Regions from separate parts of the Mus musculus genome. Here regions 1 and 3 are each linked to region 2. A link is a contact called in public ChIA-PET and promoter capture Hi-C data. All regions are on one chromosome and are shown on one strand. The core of a region is the stretch at or near the end of the contact, and the rest is flanking DNA. Distances in the headings are between cores, read along the strand shown. Region 1 overlaps Mgrn1 (mahogunin, ring finger 1). Region 2 holds the start of Pam16 (presequence translocase-asssociated motor 16 homolog (S. cerevisiae)). Region 3 overlaps Adcy9 (adenylate cyclase 9).

Region 1 (2,959 bases), core at 353-2,852, 290 kb after region 2:
TCTTTAAAATATGAGTATTAACACTTTAGGGGTTTGCACCCTGCAACCACAGCATGATCTCAGCAGGGCTGCCTCAGCAAGAAACCCAACCCTGCCCTGAGTGGCTGCACAGATGGGTAGGAGCATGTCTGGGCCCTTCTGACATCGGAGAAGGCCTTAGAGAAGCTCAGATGTGAAATTGGGAGTGAGGAGGACTGTGAGTGCTGTTCAGCTCTGTGCCTGCTTATGTGGTCAGAGTATGTAAAGTCTTATACCAGAGTTTCCTCAGCCGGCAATGAGATTTGGGGAGTTCAGCTGCTTTGGGTACTTTGTGTGAATAGCTGTTCACAGCTAGCTGCTGGCTAAGAAAACTCGAGGCTTTCCTGTAAGACTCAGGACTGGGCACTGGGTCATCAACTGACTCCCTGAGTGGTGCTACACAAGTAGGAAGATGATGACTTCTCACACGTGGTTCTTAGAGGTTCCACTGTGGCCTGAGGTAATGTAACAGCGCTCCAGTGTGTGATGGCTGTCAGTAGGGAGGAGCCAGGTGGCCAGCACAAGCCCTGGGGTGAACTACCAACCTGCTACAGGCAGTATGACCCGTGTGCTGTGCTAGCCTCTCTGGGCTTCCAGTATGATGACAGTTGGGAAGAGCTCCTGTTTCTGAGTTGTCCTGGGAGGAGCTACCATAGCAGATGAGCCCTGGATTCTGGGCAGGTGCTTTGGAGCTGCTCCAGAGGAGGTGAGGGCCTCAGTGCAGTGGGCGGGACCTCAGTGCAGTGGGCGGGACCTCAGTGCAGTGGGCGGGACCTCAGTGCAGTGGGCGGGACCTCAGTGCAGTGGGCGCCCACCCCAGCCCATCCAGATCAACAGTTCTGTTTTGTTCTATGAGATATGTAAGAACAGGGTCCTGCTGCCACCAGATGGGCTAGATAGATGGCCAGCTAAACATGGCTTCTCAGAGATTCTGTCCTGGTAGACGTTTTTCTGAGACCTGCGTGAGGCCTGTTTGCCTTCCAGTTAACTGGCTTGCCTGACACCATCACCAGATCACCAAGTCAGAGAAAGAGGAGGCTCCAGGCCTGAGGTGCTGTGCTTGGGACTCAACACAGCCAGCAGGAATTCTGTGTCCTGAGCTGCAGGACAGGAAGCCCTCCTGTTCCTTTCCTGCCCCCTTAACTTTCTGTGGTTCTGGGGTCCCACAGCATATAATTAAAGGCTAGAGTACTGAGATTCCTGTCTTGGGCTGGCCTTTTCACCACATCCAGGCTGGACCTCCCTGTGGGGCTCCCTCCCACACTGGCACTGACAGTCAGGACAGCAGGGACGTCACCCAGTTTCCCTGGCTCTGAGTGTGGCCTTTGTCCTAGAGACCCAGAGAAGCCCTGGGGCAGTAAGCATGGGTCAGGGTGGGAACAGCGAGGGCCATGGCTTGTATTCATGAATGGGGATACTAGCTCAGCTCTCCGTTTCCTAGTGGTCAGCCTGAGGTATGAGATGCGCTTTTGCATAAGGAGAAGGCTGGTCTTTGAAGCATTGCGGGAACTAGCAAGACAGGAAGGAAGCTAGTCTCTGAGTCACTAGAGCAAAGCTTCAGTGCACCAGCATGGAGGTTCAGGAAACATTATACTCAGGAGGAGGGCAGGACATTTCATAACGTGACTCACATTGAAGCGAAGGCCTCACACTATGTGGAAATGCCTGAGAAGAGAAGCAAGCAGCTATGAAGAAGGGTTGGTACAGGGTGTGCTGCACTGTGATCATTCAGAAAAAGCGAATGCACCAAACACCTAGTGGGCATGTTCTTCCCAACTAGAAGGCAGCAGAGATATCAGGCTGGCATGGGCCCTGGAAGAAATAGCCACTTAGTATGGCTGGGCAGCCTCCGGGTGAGCAGAGCTGGCAGTGGGAGGGAGGCCACTTGGCTGCTTCCTGTTTCTATCTGGGATGGTTGAAGCTTTCAATCCCTATAGAACAAATGGCTGCCAGTTCAGAGGAGTACCAGAGGAGGTGGGAGGTTGGGTGGGGGGCCCATGGCTCCACAGGAGTCAGGTGGCTGCTTTGCTGCTCTCAGGTACAGCTGTAAGAACCCTTCTCTGCAATCTGAGACCGTCCACTACAAGAGAGGCGTTAGCCAGCAGTTCTCCCTGCCTTCTTTCAAGATTGACTTCTCCGAGTGGAAGGATGATGAGGTAACCCTGGGGAACTCGAGTGGTGCACAGACGTACTTGCAGGTCAAACACCCACGCACATATAATGTGAAAATAAAAAAAACAAGCAGCGTCCTCTGGCTCCCTCTGGTGGTGGGAATGTTTCCCCTTCCACTGTCACTTTCCTGGGCTACTCAGAGGGAGCTCTGCAAGAATGGGAATGCGATGGAGCGAGGGGAGGACAGGACCACAGCCACTGGTTCTGTCTGGTTCTGTGCGGAGTTCACCCAGCCCAGCTGCCTCCTTCCAGGATGCGGAGTGTAGCTGAGAAGAGAATGAATGCTTGGAGACCGCTCGGAGCACAAGAGAGCCCAGTGCACCCAGGCTTGCTGCTGGTCTGCTTCCAGCCTTGCATGGGGGTGGGTGGAGCTCTGCTCTTGTAGCTAGCTTACCTGACTAACACCTAAACAAGCAGTTCCTGTATGAGAGGCTCTCCTTGGTCTTAGTTTATGACCTTGTGAGGGCAGCAAACTGCCAACATCAGCATCAGCAGGAGCATTCTGGAGTGGCTTCTCTGAGTGGTGCAGGCTTACACAAGACCACATTTCAGAGCAAGGCAGTAACCCAGGAAGGTCATTTGCTTTCTTATGTCCCAATTTGTGGGAAATGCTGTCCTGGGTGATGATGGTTCCAGTGGTTCCAGTGTCCCTGCCCAACCTGATGCTGTGACTGCCCACATGGCCATCTGCTGCTACCCCCTCTATTGCCTGTATCCTGCTTCCAAACACAAAAGGAATTGTGTAACTCCTTAGTGAGAATACATGGAA
Region 2 (3,085 bases), core at 371-2,870:
TCTCATACAGTCCACTCCCCAGGCAGGATTTCTGTATGCCTCCAATGCTGAGGAAAGGCTCTGGCGGGGGCCCAGTTCTTGCACAGTGCCCCACCTCTGATGCACTGCACTGACCTCCTTCCTATCTAGACACTGTCAGAGACTCAACACTGCCAAGGCATGGTGGTAGTAGTGTCCTTGGGAAGCGGAGGCAGGAGGGTTTGAGTTATAAAGCATGACAGTACCCCAACCCAAACCTGGGCCATTCCTAAGGACCTGACAAAATTAGACATAATCGGACTCCCAGGGGTAATCTTCTAGGCTCCTCTTACCTCACCTTCCAACAGTACTTTCTCATCCTCTTTTGGATGAGAAATCCATCTGGGGATGGATTTAAGGCCTTTTACCTGTGGTGGGCAAGCACTGCAACACTGAGCTATACTCTCAGCCCTATGTACTAAAGTTGCCCTGGAACTCACAAATTCCTGATCTTCCTGGCCCAGCCTTTCAAGTGCTGGGTTTACAAGTATAAGCCTTACACGAGCAGCTGAGGTAAGTTCAAGGTGGAATGTGGAGAATGCACGCTAAAGACCGAGTTCCACGAGGAACCAACAAAGGTTCTTACTAAATGGCAGCGACCTAATTACAAGGAATAATATAGTGGCAAATGTTTAGTCTCAGAACAGAACACGAACAAAGCTGGGGCCAAACTGACTCTTGTGGGAAAGATGAGCTTGGAAAAGTCAAATTCTCTGAGCTTCAAATCCCTTAAATTAAAATGGGGACGATTGAGAAGGCTTAAATGACAATCTACATAAAGCTTCAGCTCCAGACAACGCATTGTGAGCGGTTAACTACTACCTACTTTCCCATGGTCAAGGAAGATGCTCCCAGCTGGGTGAGATGGCGCACACCTTTACTGCCAGCCCTTGGGAGCCAGAGGCAGAGACAAAAGGATCTCAGTGAGTTTAAAGCCAGCTTGAGCACATAGGGCGTTCCGGGCGAGCCACACTATCTATATACATAGTGGTACTTAGTCTCAAACAAACAGATAAATAGGCTTCCCTAACCTTCCAATCACTTAGGGGCAAATCTCAAGAACCTGCGGGCAACTTTCAGGTGCCAATGGTGCCAAAACGCTCAGCCTTTCTGGTTTCAATTCTAGCAAGTCTCAGGTCTACCACTTCCTTGGATGAGCCAACTGTCAAACGCGGTTAAAAGCCAAGCGACACAACACCAATATCGCCGAGTCCTGCCACTCAGGAGCCGGCCCAGTCAACGACCGTCTCCTCCCACTGCCCACAGCGGACCGCGCACGCCGAGGCAGGGAACGCACAGGCCGGGATTGGCCGGGAGCTTTCCGCCAACCGAGCCTCGATTCCCCGGTCCGCGGTCGTCACTGCCCGGGCACCAACGACCGACCGGGCGCCACGCTACAGACTCTGCTTCCTGTGAGGAACCCGGGGGGCTCACGGCATCAGGACCAGAGCCCGCTGCTGGACTCCGATTTGACCTCCCTTCCCGAACACCCCATCCCGGGCCTCACCATGGCGGACGCTCCACTTTAGGGGGACGGGTGCCGCTTCCCGACCCAGTGGGACCAGCTCAAGGGTTGCTGGTGGGTCAGAGGTCAAGGGAGACCGGAGAGCGCGTGCGCAAGGACGCGACGCGTTTCCAGAGGCGTGACTCTCGCGGCACCGCGCATGTGGGCGGAGCCTGCCTCGGGGCCAGAGGACCAGTGGGCGGCCCCAGACTTGGTGCAGTTTGGTGGCCTTCCCTTCATTTTCCCAAAACACTTAGGAAGAAGCTATCATATGAAATAAACCAGAGTATAATAGGGTTGGATGTTAAAATCGCTAGAATATTTAAGAGAACCAGGTATTTCAAAATAGGATTTATTTCACATTGCCCCTTCTGGTGAAGCTCTTTCCTAGACGCCTGAGGAACTGTTTCTGCCCATGTTCAGTCAACTTTGTAATCTAATGCCATCTCCTCAGTGAGGGCCACCAAGTCCCCTACTACAGTGGCATGCCCAGCACGCTGTCCTGATTTCAAAGGTCTGAGGTGTCCTTTAAACATCAGATGCTTAGTTTATTCTTTTCTGATTTTTGTTTGTTTTGTTTTTTTTGAGACAGGGTTTCTCTGTGTAACTCTGGCTGTCCTGGAACTCACTCTGTAGACCAGGCTGGCCTTGAATTCATTGCATTCTGCCTGTCTCTGCCTCCTGAGTGCTGGTATCAAAAGGCGTGCGCCACCACTGCCCAGCTGCTTCTGGAATCTTTATGCCAGGTTTGGTCTCTAGTCAAGCTTCTTTGCTTGGTTTGCAAAGGCTTCTCGTCAAGTCCTCACAAGACCTTCTCTGGTCTGTGTGTCTGTGTGTTGGGACAGTTCCATCAAGACAGCCGTAATTCACACACCAAGCAGTTCCACCTTTTGGAGTGTACAGTTCAGTTTTGCCATGACCAACATCCAGATCAGACCAGTTCTTGCCCAGCAGCCACGCACGTCCCTACTTTGAAATCTACTCATCTGTACTTTGTGTCTGGGTTTCTCCTCAACAGTCCACAGACTCAGAATCGGAACAACACATGGTCTTGTGACTCCATTATCATTTCATGCTTCCTTTTTTCCCCTTAGTTCTCAATTTGTGCATCTTAACTCCTTTGGCAAATTTCTACCTCCAGAAATATTTACATTGTGATATATAACAGTACCAAAACTACAGTTATGAAGTAGCAATGAAAGTATTTTTTATGATTGGGGTTCACAACATGAGGAACTGTATCAAAGGGCTGCAGCATTAGGAAGGATGAGAGACACTGCTCTATGACATAATTCTTCTTTTTTTTTTTAACATTTATTATCATTGCTATGTCTCCTACTAGAGTAGGCACTCACAGTGAGCAGGACATTTATGCCTTTACTCCTAGCTATCAAGCACCGGGACGGCTGCCTGGCATGGGTACTCATGTATGTTTGGTGAATGGCCTTAAGTCAGATGCCTCTAGACTAGTGGTTCTCAACTCTCCTAACCCTTTAACATAGTTCCTCATGTTGTGGTGACCCCCAACTATAAAATTATTTTTGTGGCTACTATTATGGACCG
Region 3 (2,895 bases), core at 14-2,513, 320 kb before region 2:
GAACTCACAGAGATGATGATGGCAGGGCCTGCGCATGTCCAAGTCAGATGGGGTCCCAAATCTGAGAGGGGAAGTGGACAAGAGCTCCCATCTAATCAAGAAGCTCTCTGCAGTTGACAGCGGTTTGCAAAGGGAACATTGTTTTCTCCGATGGAGTCTCACTAGGTCCATAAACCACACCTACGGGTAGCCCCATGCCCAGCAGTGCATGGCCAGCACAAAATGAACTCAATGCTTATATATTTCTAGTGCTTTTCCTTTCTTTTTTGAGCCCTCCTTTTTTGGTCTGTTTGTTTTCTAAAGAGAGGGGAAGAAGGCTTGGAGCTGAGGGAGTGGGAACCATGATCAGACTATAGTGTATGAAAAAATATTTTCAATTAAAAAAATAAAGGAAGGGGGCTGGCTTGTCTTTATATGACTGAGCAGTATCAACCTGATACACTACGGATATTAGATCCTTGTTCCAGATGTGATCCATATTCCTCCCCGCTGTTTTAGGTTTTCTCTTTCCATGTTAGGCTATCTTTGTTTGTTTTGGTCTGTGTAGTCCAGGTAGCCTTGAACTTGCTAAACAACTAAAGTGGCTTTGAACTCTTGATCCTCCTGCCTCCATCTCCCACGTGCTGGGATTGTGCCACTGTGCCTGCTTTGACAGTAGTCTATGTACCACGGCGTGTGTACACATCTACAAGGTCCAGCTTCCCTGTTCTTCCTGTTGCTTACACACTGCTGTCATCTCTAAGTACTGCCTTCCAAGCTCGGAAACTGACAACTTCCTTGGTTGGGCTAGCCTGACCCTTAGGTTAGCAGAGGCTCGCTCTCTGCTCCCATCTGTTATATGCTCCCTTTGCATTTCCTCCCCCCTTTCTTCTTTCTGAACTTCTCACTTCTCCTTTTTTAAAAAAGATTTATTTATTATTATATCTAAGTACACTGTAGCTGTCTTCATGCACATCAGAAGAGGGCATCAGATCCCATTACGGATGGTTGTGAGTCACCAGGTGGTTGCTAGGATTTGAACTCAGGACCTTTGGAAGAGCAGTCAGTGCTTTTAACCGCTGAGCCATCTCTCCAGCCCTCACTTCTCCTTTTAATCTCTAATTTAGATCTGGCATCAGCTGGGCTGAAGGGCGGCTGACCCTCTAGTGTGCCACCAGTGTGGGGTGAAGGTCAGTGCCCTGAAATGGGGTGAGAGGGAGGGAATGAAGTTCTATTCTCATTGAACACCTGGTTAATCAGTTTGCCTTTAACCATGAAGCCAGAAGAGGGAGCTAGAGGCTAAGCATTGGAGCCACTTCTCCAACTGGAGCATACCTGATGGACACTATGAGGGAAAGCACCTCCAGCAGCAGGTCTGCACCAAAGACGGCCAGGGCAGCCGGTGGGGGAGGGGTGGCGGTGGCTCCATACTTTAGGAAGCAGGTGATGGAGAGAATCAAGAACACGGTGGTTGACAGAAACACATCCAGAAGGGAGCTGAAGGTGGCACTGGCGAACGTCTTCACAGGAGAATTCTTTATGACCTGTTTAGAACAGGAGAGGATGGGATGAGCTGACCTGTCCTCAGATGGCCAGGGAGTACAGTGTGGAGGGACAAGTCCAGACCAGGCAGATGGCCAGGGAGTACAGTGTCCAGACCAGGCAGAGGCATATGGTTCACACGGGTCATCTCCGTTACGAAACTTGCCGAGGGTCACATAGCAAGAGGTTGTAAGACTCTCACACACATTTACACAGTCACTCCTGAGAGCCCAGGAGAACACATCTGGAAAGGCACATCTGGAAAGGCAGGAGGTGATGGGGCTTCCAGGGAACGGAGGGATGTGAAAACTTCACCAGAAGACAGGTAGATATGTAAGCAGCAGCAGCAGCTGAGGAAGGCCTCTGTGTGTGAAATGAGAGTATATGACATTTATTAGGAGAGCCTTCCAGGCTGGAGAGAAGGCTCAGGGGTTAAGAGTGCCTGTTGTTCTTCCAGAGGACCTGGTGTGACTTCCAGCACATGCATGGTGGTTCAAAACGATCCATAACTTCAGTCCCCAGGGATCCAATATCCTCTTCTGTCCTTTACAGGCACCAGGCACACGTGTGGTGCACATACATACATGAAGGCAAAGCAAACGTGAAATAAAAAGCAAATAAACTATGTAATTTTTTTTAAGGGAGCAAGCCTGTGTATCTCTGGGCTGGTTGGGTGCAGGGTGGGCATGAAACAAAGCTTGAAAGGACGGGCACCTGATCGTGGACTGACAGACACAAGAAATGGGCATGGTGTGGTAGTTACTAAAGAGGCACATGCATATTGCCAGGGAATTTGGGAGAAGGAAACTGCTATCACATGATGTGTCCAGAACGTGACCAGTTCCATACCCCTGTAGGCCCTACAGAGAGGTGCCACCCCAGTCAGAGGTCTCTACAGCCAACAGAGGAATAGGAGACAAGGCTCCTATGTGTAGATGAAGGCCCAAAGTGGCTATCCCAAAGAACATGGGGTGAGAAGCCACAGTGGGCTGCAGCCAGATGAGCTGACTCCCATGTGTGCCCCAGGCCTGTCTCAGGAGGAAGATACAGAATGTCAATCCTGGGGCTGTGGTGAAAGAAGGACATGGCACACAGTTGATGGGGCTTCAGGATTCAGGGACGAAGGAGGCTGGAGGTCCGTGGGAGGGAGAGGCATGCGACCTCCCTTCAGTTTAGGGAAACTTCCTTTCAGGCCAAACTGGTCTAGTTCCTCAGCCTTCAATGGATCCCAGGATCTGGAGAAAGTGGGCAAAGTCAGGCTTTGACCTTGGGAGAATGAGAGGGTTGGTCAGCCCCAATGTCAAGCCTGAACTCACCTGAGCAAGGTGGACACAGGGCTAGAGTAGAGGCCTCCTACTCACCCATGGAATTCTG

What was found. Promoter capture Hi-C pulls out the DNA fragments that hold promoters and counts their contacts. ChIA-PET counts read pairs in DNA pulled down with a chosen protein or histone mark.
Region 1: a contact with region 2 is called in an RNA polymerase II ChIA-PET map of effector CD8 T cells, with 11 read pairs. The contact joins the enhancer-like site here to the promoter of Pam16 in region 2. A contact is called at or near these places in 8 of 39 promoter capture datasets (the C10 cell line, the HPC-7 cell line, cranial neural crest and 4 more), 1 of 15 datasets of contacts at CTCF or cohesin (large pre-B cells), 11 of 484 Hi-C or Micro-C datasets (B cells, CD4 T cells, the G1E-ER4 cell line and 7 more), 3 of 115 datasets of contacts at active chromatin or transcription factors (effector CD8 T cells, memory CD8 T cells and microglia) and 3 of 9 other capture datasets (adipose tissue, embryonic stem cells and liver).
Region 3: a promoter capture Hi-C map of liver shows a contact between it and region 2, with 4 times the contacts expected there. The contact joins the enhancer-like site here to the promoter of Pam16 in region 2. A contact is called at or near these places in 17 of 39 promoter capture datasets (the 3T3-L1 cell line, 3T3-L1-derived adipocytes, the C10 cell line and 8 more), 3 of 15 datasets of contacts at CTCF or cohesin (the NIH/3T3 cell line, embryonic stem cells and large pre-B cells), 76 of 484 Hi-C or Micro-C datasets (the AML12 cell line, B cells, the C2C12 cell line and 51 more), 9 of 115 datasets of contacts at active chromatin or transcription factors (bone marrow-derived dendritic cells, embryonic midbrain, embryonic stem cells and 3 more) and 5 of 9 other capture datasets (adipose tissue, embryonic stem cells, liver and 2 more).

Annotation. Positions count from the first base shown.
Region 1 is chr16:4,911,634-4,914,592 of GRCm38.p6, forward strand. It overlaps Mgrn1 (mahogunin, ring finger 1), which reads left to right. Exons shown (of 17, transcript NM_029657.4): 5 at 2,057-2,174. Among named protein-coding and RNA genes, the nearest start is that of Nudt16l1, 26 kb to the right of the region's middle. Within about 2 kb of position 1,603, at least 249 of the 459 cell types and tissues checked have an H3K27ac peak or open chromatin away from gene starts, as enhancers often do. A contact at or near this core is called in B cells, the G1E-ER4 cell line, the HPC-7 cell line and 11 more, where this site is marked.
Region 2 is chr16:4,623,326-4,626,410 of GRCm38.p6, forward strand. Pam16 (presequence translocase-asssociated motor 16 homolog (S. cerevisiae)) reads right to left here and starts at 1,621. Exons shown (of 5, transcript NM_025571.1): 1 at 1,526-1,621. The coding sequence starts at 1,528. It also overlaps a transcript of Glis2 not described here.
Region 3 is chr16:4,303,063-4,305,957 of GRCm38.p6, forward strand. It overlaps Adcy9 (adenylate cyclase 9), which reads right to left. Exons shown (of 11, transcript NM_009624.3): 7 at 1,315-1,523. Among named protein-coding and RNA genes, the nearest start is that of Gm36359, 20 kb to the left of the region's middle. Within about 2 kb of position 1,264, at least 5 of the 459 cell types and tissues checked have an H3K27ac peak or open chromatin away from gene starts, as enhancers often do. A contact at or near this core is called in bone marrow-derived macrophages and liver, where this site is marked.